2 separate regions of the Mus musculus genome follow, and region 1 is linked to region 2. A link is a contact called in public promoter capture Hi-C data. All regions are on one chromosome and are shown on one strand. Each heading gives the region's core, a stretch centred on a gene start, on an enhancer-like site or on the middle of the called end of the contact. The rest is flanking DNA. Distances are from core to core; before and after follow the strand shown. Region 1 holds the start of Paqr5 (progestin and adipoQ receptor family member V). Region 2 holds the start of 1700036A12Rik (a long non-coding RNA gene).

Region 1 (6,428 bases), core at 2,525-5,024, 1.3 Mb before region 2:
TTGAACACTGGGATTACAGGTATATGTCACCACCCAGACTTGAACAAAGCCCTTTCCTTGATTTTCATGTTTTTCTTTATGTGTGTGTACACTGTGCAACTGCAGAGGCATGCAAGAATACGACCGCTCTCGGGAGTCAGTTCCCTCCTTCCACAGTGGGAGAACAAACAGCAGGCTTGCCTGGCAAGCTCCTTTACTCATTGAGCCATCTCAATAGCCTATTCAAGGCGTTTTGAACAGACACAGAGAGGCGTCATGGTCTGGTCCCAGTCTAGAAGAAGCTAGCAAATCTCCTGAAGGCAGGCCTCCTGCGGTAGTAGTCCAGGAGGAGACATCAAATACCTGAGGAAAGGCAAGATGGTGGACCCCAGGTCATGTGGAGTGGGCCAGTTCCTTTGAGTTAGTTTGTAGACACGTCATCGAGAGACAGACCCCACCCTCCCCACCATCTCTGGACCACCCCTGACAGCTGCAGATCCCTGCAGTGTGAGTTCTGCTCACACAGGCCGACATGCCACCTCCACGAACCAAGGCTGAGGCTGGTGGGGAAAAACAATGCCCCTACACGTTTTAGATCTACTCAATGTTCTGTGCTCGCACAATGCTTCCAGGTGTGATCTGCAGCCATGCCATGACCCTGGGAAGGAAGAGGTTGCCTGCTGCTTCGGGAATGTAGACCCCAGGGCTCAGAGAAGAGAAGCACCCTGCCCACGGCTGTTTGGCTGCAGATAGCCTAATTTTTGGAGCTCACCCTGATCACATTGCCCCACACCTTCTTGGCAGACAGACTGCAGACTTGTTGGGCATTTAGGGGGACCATGTCTCTCCAAGGGCATCTGGTGTTCCTGTTCCCCCAAGGACCACGTGCCCTGAAATTAGGAGGCTGCTTCTCCTCCTGACATGCCTGCACTGGGCAGGACTCTGGATGGGCATTGGGCATCTCTGTTTTCCTTGGCTGCTGGGAGTGGGGTGCATGCCCATACTATGGGTTCTGCAGCATCTGCAGGGAGTACCTTCCAGAGGTAGCTAGGGCTTAAAATGCGTCTACATCTGCAGTTGTCAGCCTGGCTTTCCTGCTCCGAGCCACTCCCTCCCTGCAGATCCTGCCACTGTCCTGGCTGCTTGCCCCACTAATTTCAGTGCTGAGGCCCTCCCCACTGCTGATCCCTGGCTTTCCCTTTCCTCCACTCCATGGCACCCGGTATTTCTGCATTTCCTTGGCACCCCGTACTTCCCAGGCTCCGAATTTCCTTGGGTTACACAGGATGTCTAAAGTAACACCTGGTCCTGAGGACCTGAGTCTACATTCAATTCTGCTACTTATGTACTGTGACCACGTGACCTTGGGCTCGCGGTCTCTACTTCCCCAATATGACCCTGTGAGTTGAACCCAGTACTGTCAGAATTCTTCTCTGTGCTGTCTATGCCAGTCCTCTCTCGTTTCTCTTCCCCCTGCTCTGAGCTTCCTGTGTGTTTACCATCCCTGTCTCTCTGTTCCATGTGTTTAAAGGTCTAGCTAGCTAGCCACACTGATATAACGTGTGTGTGCCTGAGGATCCGGAGATGGACCATGTGAACTTGGATCACTTGGAACTGGAGTTACAGGCAGTGTGAGCTGCCTGGTGTGGATGCTGGGAACTAAGCCCAGGTCCTCTTGAAGGGCACCAAGTGCTCTTAACCGCGGATCTGTCTCTCCAGCCCTGCATGTGGTGTTTGTATCACTCAGCTAGTCTCTGAACTCCCTGAGAGCAGACATGGTTATCTATGGCACTAATCTGCAAGGCTGTCATAAATTATGACATGATAATGAATTAATCACCAAGGACCACACATGCACTGAAATTAGGAGCCTGCTTCTCCTGACATGCCTGCACTGGGCAGGACTCTGATTGGGCATTGGGCATCTCTGTTTTCCTCAGCTACAGATAGTGGGGTGCATGCCCACATGATGGGCTCTGCAGCTCCTGTAGGGAGTACAAAGAGGCCTTCCAGAGGTTGCTACATGCTTTCATCTGCCTCCAAAGCCCATTCCAGTGCCACAATCAAAAGATGATATCAGAGGACACCCAGAGCTGGTGGTTCTGTTACTGCCATACCTGCTTGGGCAGGGTGGGGGTGGGGGGGGTGGAGGTGGGGGATGGATGGAGGGAAGCCTTTGCCAATAACCTTGGGAAGACAAAGCAGAGATCTGCATCTCCATCTAGTGGATTCACTCAAGGCCGAGCTCAGCAGAGAACCCATTTTCCACCCACTTGTCAAACTCTGGTGTGCACAGGATGCCTGCCTGCCTGCCTACGTGGCTAAGACACTTTCCCCTTAAGCAATTAGATCTGGGAGTGCTAGAGAGACAGCTCAGTTGGTAAAGTGCTTGCCTTTCAAACAAGAAGAGAGTGTTCCATCTCCACAGTCCATGTTTAGAAGGGGGTGGGGAGCTAGAGAGAAGACTCCATCGAGAGCTGCTCCTGCAGAGGATTTAGTTCCCAGCACCCACATCAGTGGCTCACAACCCTGTAATCCAGGCGAATCCAACACCCAGCGCCTTTTTGTGTTTTTATTTCTGTGGGCACAAGGCACAGAGACACACAGATTAAGAGAGAGAGAGAGAGAGAGAGAGAGAGAGAGAGAGAGAGAGAGAATGAAAGAAACCAAGAATTAGTAATTTATGCTTGTAATCCCAACACTGGGAAGTAAAGACAGGTGAATCCCTGAGACTCACTGGCCAACCAACACACACACACACACACACACACACACACACACACACACACACAGAGAGAGAGAGAGAGAGAGAGAGAGAGAGAGAGAAAGACAGAGAGAGAGACAGACAGACAGACAGACAGACAGAGACAGAGAGAGAGAGAGAGAGAGAGAGAGAGAGAGAGAGATTTGTTCCAACACATCACATTAACTTCATTCAGAAACAGACCTAGAAGGGACCAGAGCTTTGCTCAAGGTCAGAGTTGACTAGAGTCTGGGACAGTCTCCTATTCTTCCTGGTGTGCATACCTGCCAGCAAGGCAGGTCAGGGAGCAAAAGGGAGGCAACTTCAGGGAGGACCACGGAGTCTGCCCACTGCTCACTGGAGCCTTCCAGATTGATCCTGGAGATTGATTGCCTGCTGTGGGGTGGGAGAAGGAGGAAGTGGCTTTGGGCTGTTCTTCAGCACCTGGAAGAACCAGCTTCCAGCTTCCCAGAGCCGGGTTTCTTTGTCTTCTGTGTCCCTTCATCTCTTCTCTCTGTGTCCACTAGCTGGTAGAGGGCCATGCTTAACATCTTCCAATCTGGGAACCTAGGACCAGAGACACCGAGCCTGCGGACAAGGGTTTCCAAGGACCCACTGTTCTAGGTGGTCTGATGGCAGGGGCCATCATCAGCCGGGGGCCTCTCAGCAGAGGAGAGGACCATGGGATCAGGCAGTTGCTTTCCTATCCTTCAGTGAGCTGCAAGGTGGCCTACGGGCTCCCAGACCTCAGATCTAAGGGTAGGAGTAGTGTAGAGTACCTACCAGAGAGTACAGGATGAGAAAGAGAACCTTGTGTACCTCAAATTTCAGCTAAGGGGCACCTGAGGCTGAAGGGACGCGGGAAGCTTTGAAGGAGAAGAGGTCTAGGGTTCGGTGCACGAGGCCTGGCGAGGCCAGGGAGCTGGGAGGAGAGCCCATCGCTCGGCTCCTCCCAGAGGCCGCCCTGCCCCGCCCCTGCCGGGACAGCCTGGGCGGGGACCCGCGACAGGAGGGCGCGCCGCTCTGGGTTCTCCAGGTGCAGTTCCCAGGCGCTTGGGGGCCCGCGCTGGCCTGGGAGGAGTAGCCCGTCTCGGATCTGCTCTTGCTGCGTCTCTACGCCCTATCCACTGGACGCCAGTGAGCCTCAGAATTCAGGTAACCGAGGGCGGAACTCCCGGCCAGTGTCCCCCACGGGTCCCCGTCCTCACGCTCCTATTCTCTGCCACTGAGCCACGGAGCCCGGGTGCTACTTGAAGACGGATCTTGAAAGTTTGCTCTTGGACGGTGGTGCATCAGGCAACTGCCAAGCAGACATTTGCACCCGCGCACCCCGAGCCCACGTGAAGAGGGGAGGCCTTTTCCCCAGCCTTTCTAAGTACCAGTTTTTCTCTTAATTATTCAACGAAACAGACACCCTCCCCATCCTGGCTCTCCATCCCTTAAAAAAAAAAAAAAAAAAAAGTCCTGGGATGGAATTTGACAGTAATTCTTAAGCTTTAGCGATGTTTATATGTGTACTTCCCGCCTCCTCTCGCCAGACGCACGCTATGAACCAGTCAGATAGTGTGCGGGTAAGGTGGTACAGTTTTGTGCCCAAGGAGGTAGCTCTGCGCCCTGATAAAGAGGGTAACCAGACACAGGAAGCTGGGGTTTTTTCCCCTCTCTTTTCTTTTTTCTTTTCCTTTCCTTTCCTTTTTCTTTTCTTCTCTTCTCTCATCTCCCCTCCCTCCCCTCCTTTTTCCTTTCCTTTCCTTCCCTTCCCTTCCCTTTCCCCTTCCCCTTCCCCTTCCCCTTCCCCTTCCCCTTCCCCTTCCCCTTCCCTTTTCCTGTCTCATTCTGTTTGGTCAGGCCGGGTCCTTATTGACGCCCATCCCAGCACTCTCAAAACCCAGACTGAGGAGCCTATGCCCTGAGGTGGGTGGGCTGCAGCCTACAGGTGCAGAGCACTGGAGCCCACAAAATTCTTGGTGGAAAGAAGAAAGCCGCGCCTTCCCCCAGAGCCAGAAAGAAGAGAGGGGAGACTGGGTGGATCCTAAAGCAGCCATCATGGCTGACATGGACACCCCAATTTCACTTTTCCGCGGGGGGAAAAACCAAGCAGATGGTAGCTGAAGAAAGAAAGGTGACTCCAAAAGGTTAAAGCATTTGACCCAAGCACAGTGGTGGGCCTCAGCCATGGTCTCTTAGACCAGGGGCTTCTGCATTTTAAAAGATTACTATATTTCTTTATTATTGTGCTTGGTAGTGGGGTACATGTGGAAATCAGAAGACAAGTTGCAGGGGTCATGTGGGGCCTGGGGATTGAACTGGGTTGTCAGGCTTGGTAGCAAGCACAGTCTCCCACTGAGCCATTTTGCTGGTCCTTTTCTGGTTATGCCCTTGACTGGCAGGAGCCAGTTGCTCCCTTGACGTCCAGGAGTGTGCAAGGTGAGGGCACTTTCAAATAGAATCCAAATCCCCTTAGGAAAGTCTGCCAAACCCCTACCAGCCCCTTGGTAAGCTCCCCTGACAGCAGGAGGGAGGCAGGACCTGCGGTCCCTTCTGTATCCATAGTACTTGGCACAGGGAAGAAACAGAGCCAGACCATCGTGAGTTAACCAGACACGGGTGAGTTCTTTTTCCAGTAGACAGGACTCTGCCCTGGAAGATCAGGAAGGACGTTTGAAAGCTAGCACCAGAAAACTGTGGACACACTCCCAGATGCCTTCACACTCTGCCCCTACTTGGAGCAACTTCTTTCTTAATCCAGTATATAAAACTATAATTATTCATCTTACTTCTTGTATAGCCAAGGAAGAGCAGGGTGCTGGGTGAAGTGGACAGCCTGTCCCTCGCCTGAGCTGGAGGGTGAGAGACTTCCACTCACCTAGTGGACTTCCTCCTCACTCCTCAAAGGGTCTCATTTGAAAACATTAATTACTATTGCCTCTCCTGGATTCTTACCACCCTGCAGGGTTGCCAGGGAGGGGGAAGGGATTTGCTTTTCTTGCCTTAGTTTCCCCTAGTGATAAATAAAGTTTTATGAGTAGGTGGGTGCTCTGAAGACATCTGCATGCTGCAGAGCACACCCGACAGGAGACATGTATGCATGTGTGCGCGCGCGTGTGTGTATGTGTGTGTGTGTGTGCGTGTGGGGGGGGGGGGCTTCTCTAGGTGAGCTTTATGTCTCCCTTGAGCTGTAGCCGCATCTTAGCATTCCTCAGAGAGTAGACCTCACCAGATGCACACAGTAGCTTTGTAAGAAGTATTCACTGATGGAAAGTAATCTCTACAGGAAGAAAACTTGCCAGAATTCATGAGACCTGCAGAGCCTTGACCCTCTCTCCTTCTTTCTTCCCATGTAAGGAGAGGAACACCCAGCCATAGAACCAGGAAAGGAGAGAGGAAGGAAGGCTCCCAGAACTCAGGCCAGGGCCTTCAAGAGTCACCTAGATGGACAGCTCCATGATCTGATGGCCTCTGGGAAGGTCCTAGGAGGGGCAAGCCCAGTTTCCGGAGGAGGGGTAGAGGCTAAGATGAGCCGGGCTAAGCTAACAAGCCAGTCTGAGAAGTGTGTGCAGAGGTTGTGGGGAGCTCAGAGGCTCCCCTAGGAATTCAGGAGATCCTGGAGGCGGGGGAGAGATAGATGCACACCCTCATACACAAAGCAGTTTTTCTGGGTGACCCAGAGAGCTTTGGCTTTTGCCCCAGCCCTGCCTTTGACGAC
Region 2 (6,213 bases), core at 1,360-3,859:
GACATGAAATAAATAGAAAAAAAAAAAAACAACTGAAAAGAAACCTAGCAAAATGCTCACTGTTACTTCTGAGTTTTAAGATAACTCTTGTTCATTTTCATCTAATATTTTTTGGGGGGTAAAAACCGATAAAGTTTTTATTGGTAGTAAGCTATTATTGCTGTCAGAATAAAAAAGAGTATTCAAATACAAATATATACAAATATACAAAGGCCTGGATAAAAACATTGAAGCCTTCTAGTGCGAGGGGTAAGGATGTTATTTATTGTCATATAGATATAGACAGACATGTACAGTTTCCCAATTGTGTATTATTTATAGAATCAATGAAAAATTAAAAAAAAACCACAGGAAGATAATTGTCACTGGCTCCCACTCGAGCTTTCTCTCTCAAGGTGGCCCTGATGAAGGAGCACATGCTTGCTCAAAAGCAGCAGGATGGCCTGCCAAAGTGGTTGGGGAAGGCATGCTTGTCACTAAGTTTAGACTACAGGTGGCAGGAAGGACACTGGGGGAAGGATTAAAGCTCCAAGAGGGTGGCCTCTCAGGAAGTCTCAAGAACTTAAATCCGGGCTGTGCAGTTGAGGGGAAACGTTACTTCCAAACACCTCAGCCAGCTGTGGCTTTGCTGTTGGTCTTGGGCCTGGGAGGCGAGGCTACTCATCTCCATGACTGCTCTGCCTGTGAACCCTCCACAGGACTCAGCTGAGAGTGGGAGCCACGTATGCAAGTGACCGCACTCAAGACACTGGGGCGTCCTCTGTTTGCTCCCAAGGCTGGAAGACCCCAGCTGCTGGAGAGTCAGATCATAGACAACATTTGCAGGCAACAGGAACAAAACCCAGGAAACACCTGGGTAATCGTTGATCTTCTCAAACATCTGGCATCCAGTTGAAGAGCAAAAGCCCCGAAGCATGAGTCACATGGGCTGTGCAGTCTTCTACTTCCTAGTAGGAGATGCTGGACAAACTAATTGGTCTGTGCCTCTGTTTCTCCACTTATCACATTGGACTCAGCACCTGACTGATGTATGATAAATAAGGTTGCATGATTGACAGGGCCCGGGGGAAGGCTCACAGGAGCACCTCCTAGGAAGAGACAGGGTGGCATTCCCTGCCCCACACCATATCCCTCTCATGTTAAAGGAAACCCAATCTTGCCCTTATAGACACTTTTCTGACTTTCTTCTGGTAGGCAGGTTCCAATCCTTGATCCAGTCCGCGGCTTAGCCTTACTCAGTCTGGAAGGGTGTCTGGTGTTGGGGCTAGGGTGAGCAGTGCGGGTGGTGGGAGCAGAGTTCCCACCAGCCATCAGTTGGTGGGATGGTGGGATCTGTCTTCTTCCCTCTGTCTCATAGTCACGCTTCCTCTGAAGTATTTCTATCTCAACCTCAACCATGTTATTATATTATCTTCTAAAATGTGGAAAAGCCCCCTCTCCCTGATTCCCACCAGCCTTACCCTACTGCCCTGCCTCTAGTCACAAGCAGAGGAGTCTATACTTGGACTCTAACCAACTACAAGAGTCAAGCGGACCCCAGGAGACTTCAACATAAAAGAAAAAATAACAGCACAAGCGAGGCATTTTCCAGGGGGCGGCCAACAGAACGTGGAAGCCCACACAAACGGCTGAGGATGGAAGAGTAGGAGGGTTTCCTGCTCCGGGGTGTCCTGAAAGGAAAGATAAACAGAAGAGAAACCCAACTTTCAAAAAGAGGGGGCGCGTGAGTGGAATCTACCCCCCACTGCCCAGGAGAGGTAGTTACCAACATACGGTGTTAATCCACAGCCGTGGGTCACACTGCATCTCTGCGGCCTCCGAGTACACACGAATATTTGGTGCTTTTACCTAGTAGAGACAAAGCACACTGGGAACTGAGCCCAGAGATCTGTCCACAGTGGGAATTCAAGAAAGGGACAGAGGATGTAATCAGCTGCTGCCTAGCTCCCCAGGGTAGGTGATGGGGCAGAGCTCACTTCCCAGCTGGTCAAGCTCATCAGCAGCCACCGCATTTGCTGGGCGCCCAGCGAGTTTCTTCCCAGGCTGGTCTCAGTCATCTGTCTGCCGGAACTAAGTGAAAATGGAGTTTTTGTAGGATTCTTCTGTGGGTGCTGTGCTTAAAGAAGAATTCCTTTGAAATGATGTCCGAGATGAAGCTTCCTTCTCCGGCTGTGCCCACAGGGCTGCTTTCTCCTCCAGGCCACTGGTGCCCTGCAGAGGACTGTCATTGCAGAGTTCTTCAGCTTGGCTGAGTTCTAATGGGCACAGCCAGTCCCCTTCTTTTTCAAAGTATGTGTTTTGTAAAATTGCTTCTTTTCCGTGACAGTATGGATTGACCGTTTAGAATGAAGATGATTAAAAAGTTAGACATAAAAAGTTGCTTTTTATTTTTAAAAGTGCTATTACTCACTCAAGAAAATATATACAAGTAAAAGGAGAAATGTTCAAATACCCACAGCCTCACTTTAAACAGTCATGACCAATACCATGTTAGATTATCAGAATACTCTATCATCTATCTATCTATCTATCTATCTATCTATCTATCTATCTATCTATCTAACAAAATACACACAAATGTACCTTTTCCAAGCAAAACCAGGCCAACTTTCCAGTTACCCATCGCTTGAAATACTATATATTGGTATAACGAATCCCATCTTCGGTAGGCAGGGTGTGGCAATTTTTTCTCTGAATGTTCTATTGGTGGCCGGGGAGATGGCTCAGTCAGCAGAGTGTCTCACAAGCATGAGGACCTAAGTTCCATCCCCAGAAGCACACACAAAGTAAGACATGGTTGTGTGTGTTTGTAGTCCCATCAACGTCGAAGTGGAGACAGACAGATGCCTGGTGTCCACTGGCCAGCTAGCCTCAACTGATCAAACCAGGCTCAGAATGGCTGAAGCACTTTCATCTCCCTTTAGGAAATCTCAATCCAAAGACCAGCTTAAGGAAGGACAGAAGCATTGAAAGGTGGAGGTGGAGGAGGTGAGAGATGACCCGGAGAGTGGACTCCACACAAGTACAGTGGTGTCTGCACCATCCATGGTAAGAAAGGAGCCTCTGGACCTCCCGGTGACAGCCAGAAACCCCATCAGGGAGGGGGGTGGGGTAGGGAGCCAAGGTGACGACTCAGCTTTTTGGAAGTGTGGAGCTTCCGATTGAAAGCTCTTGACGGGAATCCCTCATCTGCTGGGTGAGACACTCTTGGGTCTGAGACACTCTCGGGATGTGTGCTGAACCTTCCGCCGGCCAGTGCTCACTTACATGCAGCCAGACCTTCCTGCACCTCCTGGCTTCAGGTACACTGAGGTCTAAGTTTATGGGTCCTAAGTTTATGGGACTTTCCAGATCCACTGTTTCACAAGACCACCTTTCTCCTAACATCTCTGTTTTTAGGGTATTTTGGTGGAGAGTCGGGGTTTCCAACACAGCCTTAGAAGGAAGCACAAGTTATCATATTTATTAGAAGGCAATTGGGCATTCCTCTAACACCACCTTAGCAGCTCAATTTAAGTTGAGACATCTGGGGTCTGGAGAGGTGACCCAGCAGTTAAGAGCACTCACTGCTCTTGCAGAGGACCAGAGTTTGATTGCCTGTTTTATGGATCATGAAAGCTTATAACACCTGCCCCAGGGGATCTGACACCATCTTCTGGTCTTGTGGGCCCTTGTACACACATGTGCACACACAGAGACATATACAATGCATGTAATTAAAAATAAAATTAATCTGTAAAAAAATCAAATTGAGACACCTAGTCTCTAAATCTATAAGCTAATAACCTTTCTCAAGAAGAGAGTTCCCAGATTGGCCAAAGAGTTGCTGGGGCAGGAAGCAGGTTGATGGGGAAATGCGTTGTCGTATAGAAAAAACAAGAAGGAATATAATGTAACTGAAAAAAGCTGGCCTCAGTGTGAGGACACAGGCATGCAGTTCTTCCAGCCATAGGCTGTGGGGTTTTGAGAAAGTAGCTTTCCCTCTCTGGTCCCAGCTTTTAAATCTTAAAGAAGAGCCACCATCATCTTTCTCTGGCTTCTCTGTTGCTCCGTCTCTCATTCTATATGATTCTCCTGGTGTGGTTCTGAGAAGTTGTTTGTGATTTTTTTTCACAGTGTTTAGCGTTGCAGAATCTTATAAGCAGATTCCCAGCAACTGACCCCATGTTATTTCTCTAAAGAGACATCCAGTCAAGCTTTGTCTTCAACGCTGTTAAAATGGGAAACATAAAGGCACACACTAATGTACTGGGGGGGAGGGGAGACAGAAGGGTCACTGGGACAATGGGACACTGGGACGTGGCAGGATACCATTTTAAAAAGTAATGGAGAAAGAGACTGAGGAAGATACTTGGTGCTGACCTCTGCCCTTTGCACGTTTGCTGGCACACGCATGCGTACACGCACACATACATGCACACACACACACAAATATATATACTCACACAAATATATACTCATATAAAATAAACAAACAAGCTAACAGATCTGTTGCCTCCCACTACCAGCACAAGGGCCTGGACTTCCACAGATAGCAGTCTTTCCTGGTTTAATGGCTCACTCCATCCAAACTGGCCCTTGATGGTGCTTTGGACTTCTCTGCTGTACCACATTTTCTTTGAGTGATACTGACCCTCTCTCTTCCAGCTCAGAGAACCTGGCTGGTTCATTCACAGGATAGAAGCTGACCCTGCAAAGAGCCTGTGGAGAATGGGCTGAGAATCTTCTCCTAGAGGTGTTTGATGTTTCCTCATGCATGTGGAAACTCAGGAAAGCAAGGTTAAAGGTGGCTGTCAGTGAAACTACAAGGTGGGAAGAAGAAAACTCAGGAAGAGCTTGGAGGCAGCCCTTCTAGCCCTGGGTAGCATGCATTCCTCCTATTCGTGGTGAGCCAGGCCCTGGAATCAGAAAGTCAGAGCTCTGCTTCCTACCTTGTCACTCACTGAGGAAGTAAGTCCCTACTCTGAGCCTCAGCTTCCCTGTCTGTTGCATCCTGTCCAGCTACAAAAGGCTAGCAGGGTGATCTGATAAGGACATGAGTAGACTTCACAAGAAGGCCCAAGAGCAGCATTAGCAGGGGTCGTCAGCATTAGTAGGAGTCGTGGCTGTGTATCTCTGTCATCACTCTAGAGAGGCTTTTGGGTGGTAAGTATTTGACCTCTGAACTTTCACTCTGGATTGAAGCAGCTGTAGGTGGCAGGAATGTGGGGAGGGAGGAAATATCAGAGTCAGCAGGCATGAGCCTCCAATTCAGGCTTGGCCAGGCTTCCAGAAGAAGGGGGGAAAAAAAAAAAACCTCAAGTAGCTCTTTGTGGAGCCTACACTTCTCTGATTGTTTTGAGTGTCTTAGAGTCTGAGGAAAAACCTGGAAGGACTTAACACCAGGGAAGCCATGGGTAATTTACTGAGCTTCAACTGCATAAAGCAACCTGAGCAAGAGCCAGGATAAATGGTCTGACTCCATAGCCTTTATCTAGCAAACACATAGACAAGGACACAGACACACTAGAATCATTTTATCCATAGGCTCCTGGACAGGGTTTCTATGTGTTTGGGGAGTCTTTCTCTTCCCTTCCCAGCACATCAGAGCCTTTTCAGTCTCCAGAGGTCTTCCCAATGAATTGATTTTCTTGTGCTCACCATCAAGCTGGTCCTGGTTCATACTAAATACTTAGGGAGTTTCTGATATGATAAATAACATCCTGAGTGGGATATACTGTTACATCGTGGCTTCCAATGAGCCATGCCTTCCTCAGTGCCTGTTCTTGTGCTACCCTTTATATATAAATGCTGGACTTTGCCACATGATTTGCTTTGGCCAATGAGACCTTTGTAAACATGGGGAGGGGGAGCAGGAGCTAGAAAAATATTTATCCACTGGGATATTCCATGTGACAAAGATAGTCAACAGACAGCTCTAAAGACCAGTCATGTGAGAGACCATTTGACATCCTCTAGTTGCCATAGAGATGTCTGATGGTTGGGGCCAGGTAACATCCGCAAAAGAATCTCCTAGCCCAGCAATAGGCTTCCCTTAGAATTACAAGCAAACTAGCAGGCCTGGAACACTTAGTGGCGGCGAAGGTGGGAAGACTGAGTTGAAGGCTAGCCTGGACTACTGTCTTAGTTAGGGTTTTACTGCTGTGAACAGATACCATGATCAAGGCAAGTCTTACAAAGTACAACATTTAATTGGGGCTGGCTTACAGGTTC

What was found. Promoter capture Hi-C pulls out the DNA fragments that hold promoters and counts their contacts.
Region 1: a promoter capture Hi-C map of pre-B cells shows a contact between it and region 2, with 8 times the contacts expected there. The contact joins the promoter of Paqr5 here to the promoter of 1700036A12Rik in region 2. A contact is called at or near these places in 1 of 39 promoter capture datasets (pre-B cells) and 1 of 115 datasets of contacts at active chromatin or transcription factors (large pre-B cells).

Annotation. Positions count from the first base shown.
Region 1 is chr9:62,024,136-62,030,563 of GRCm38.p6, reverse strand. Paqr5 (progestin and adipoQ receptor family member V) reads left to right here and starts at 3,774. Exons shown (of 8, transcript NM_028748.2): 1 at 3,774-3,877.
Region 2 is chr9:60,764,305-60,770,517 of GRCm38.p6, reverse strand. 1700036A12Rik (a long non-coding RNA gene) reads right to left here and starts at 2,609. Exons shown (of 2, transcript XR_001779187.1): 1 at 1,774-2,609; 2 at 242-1,670.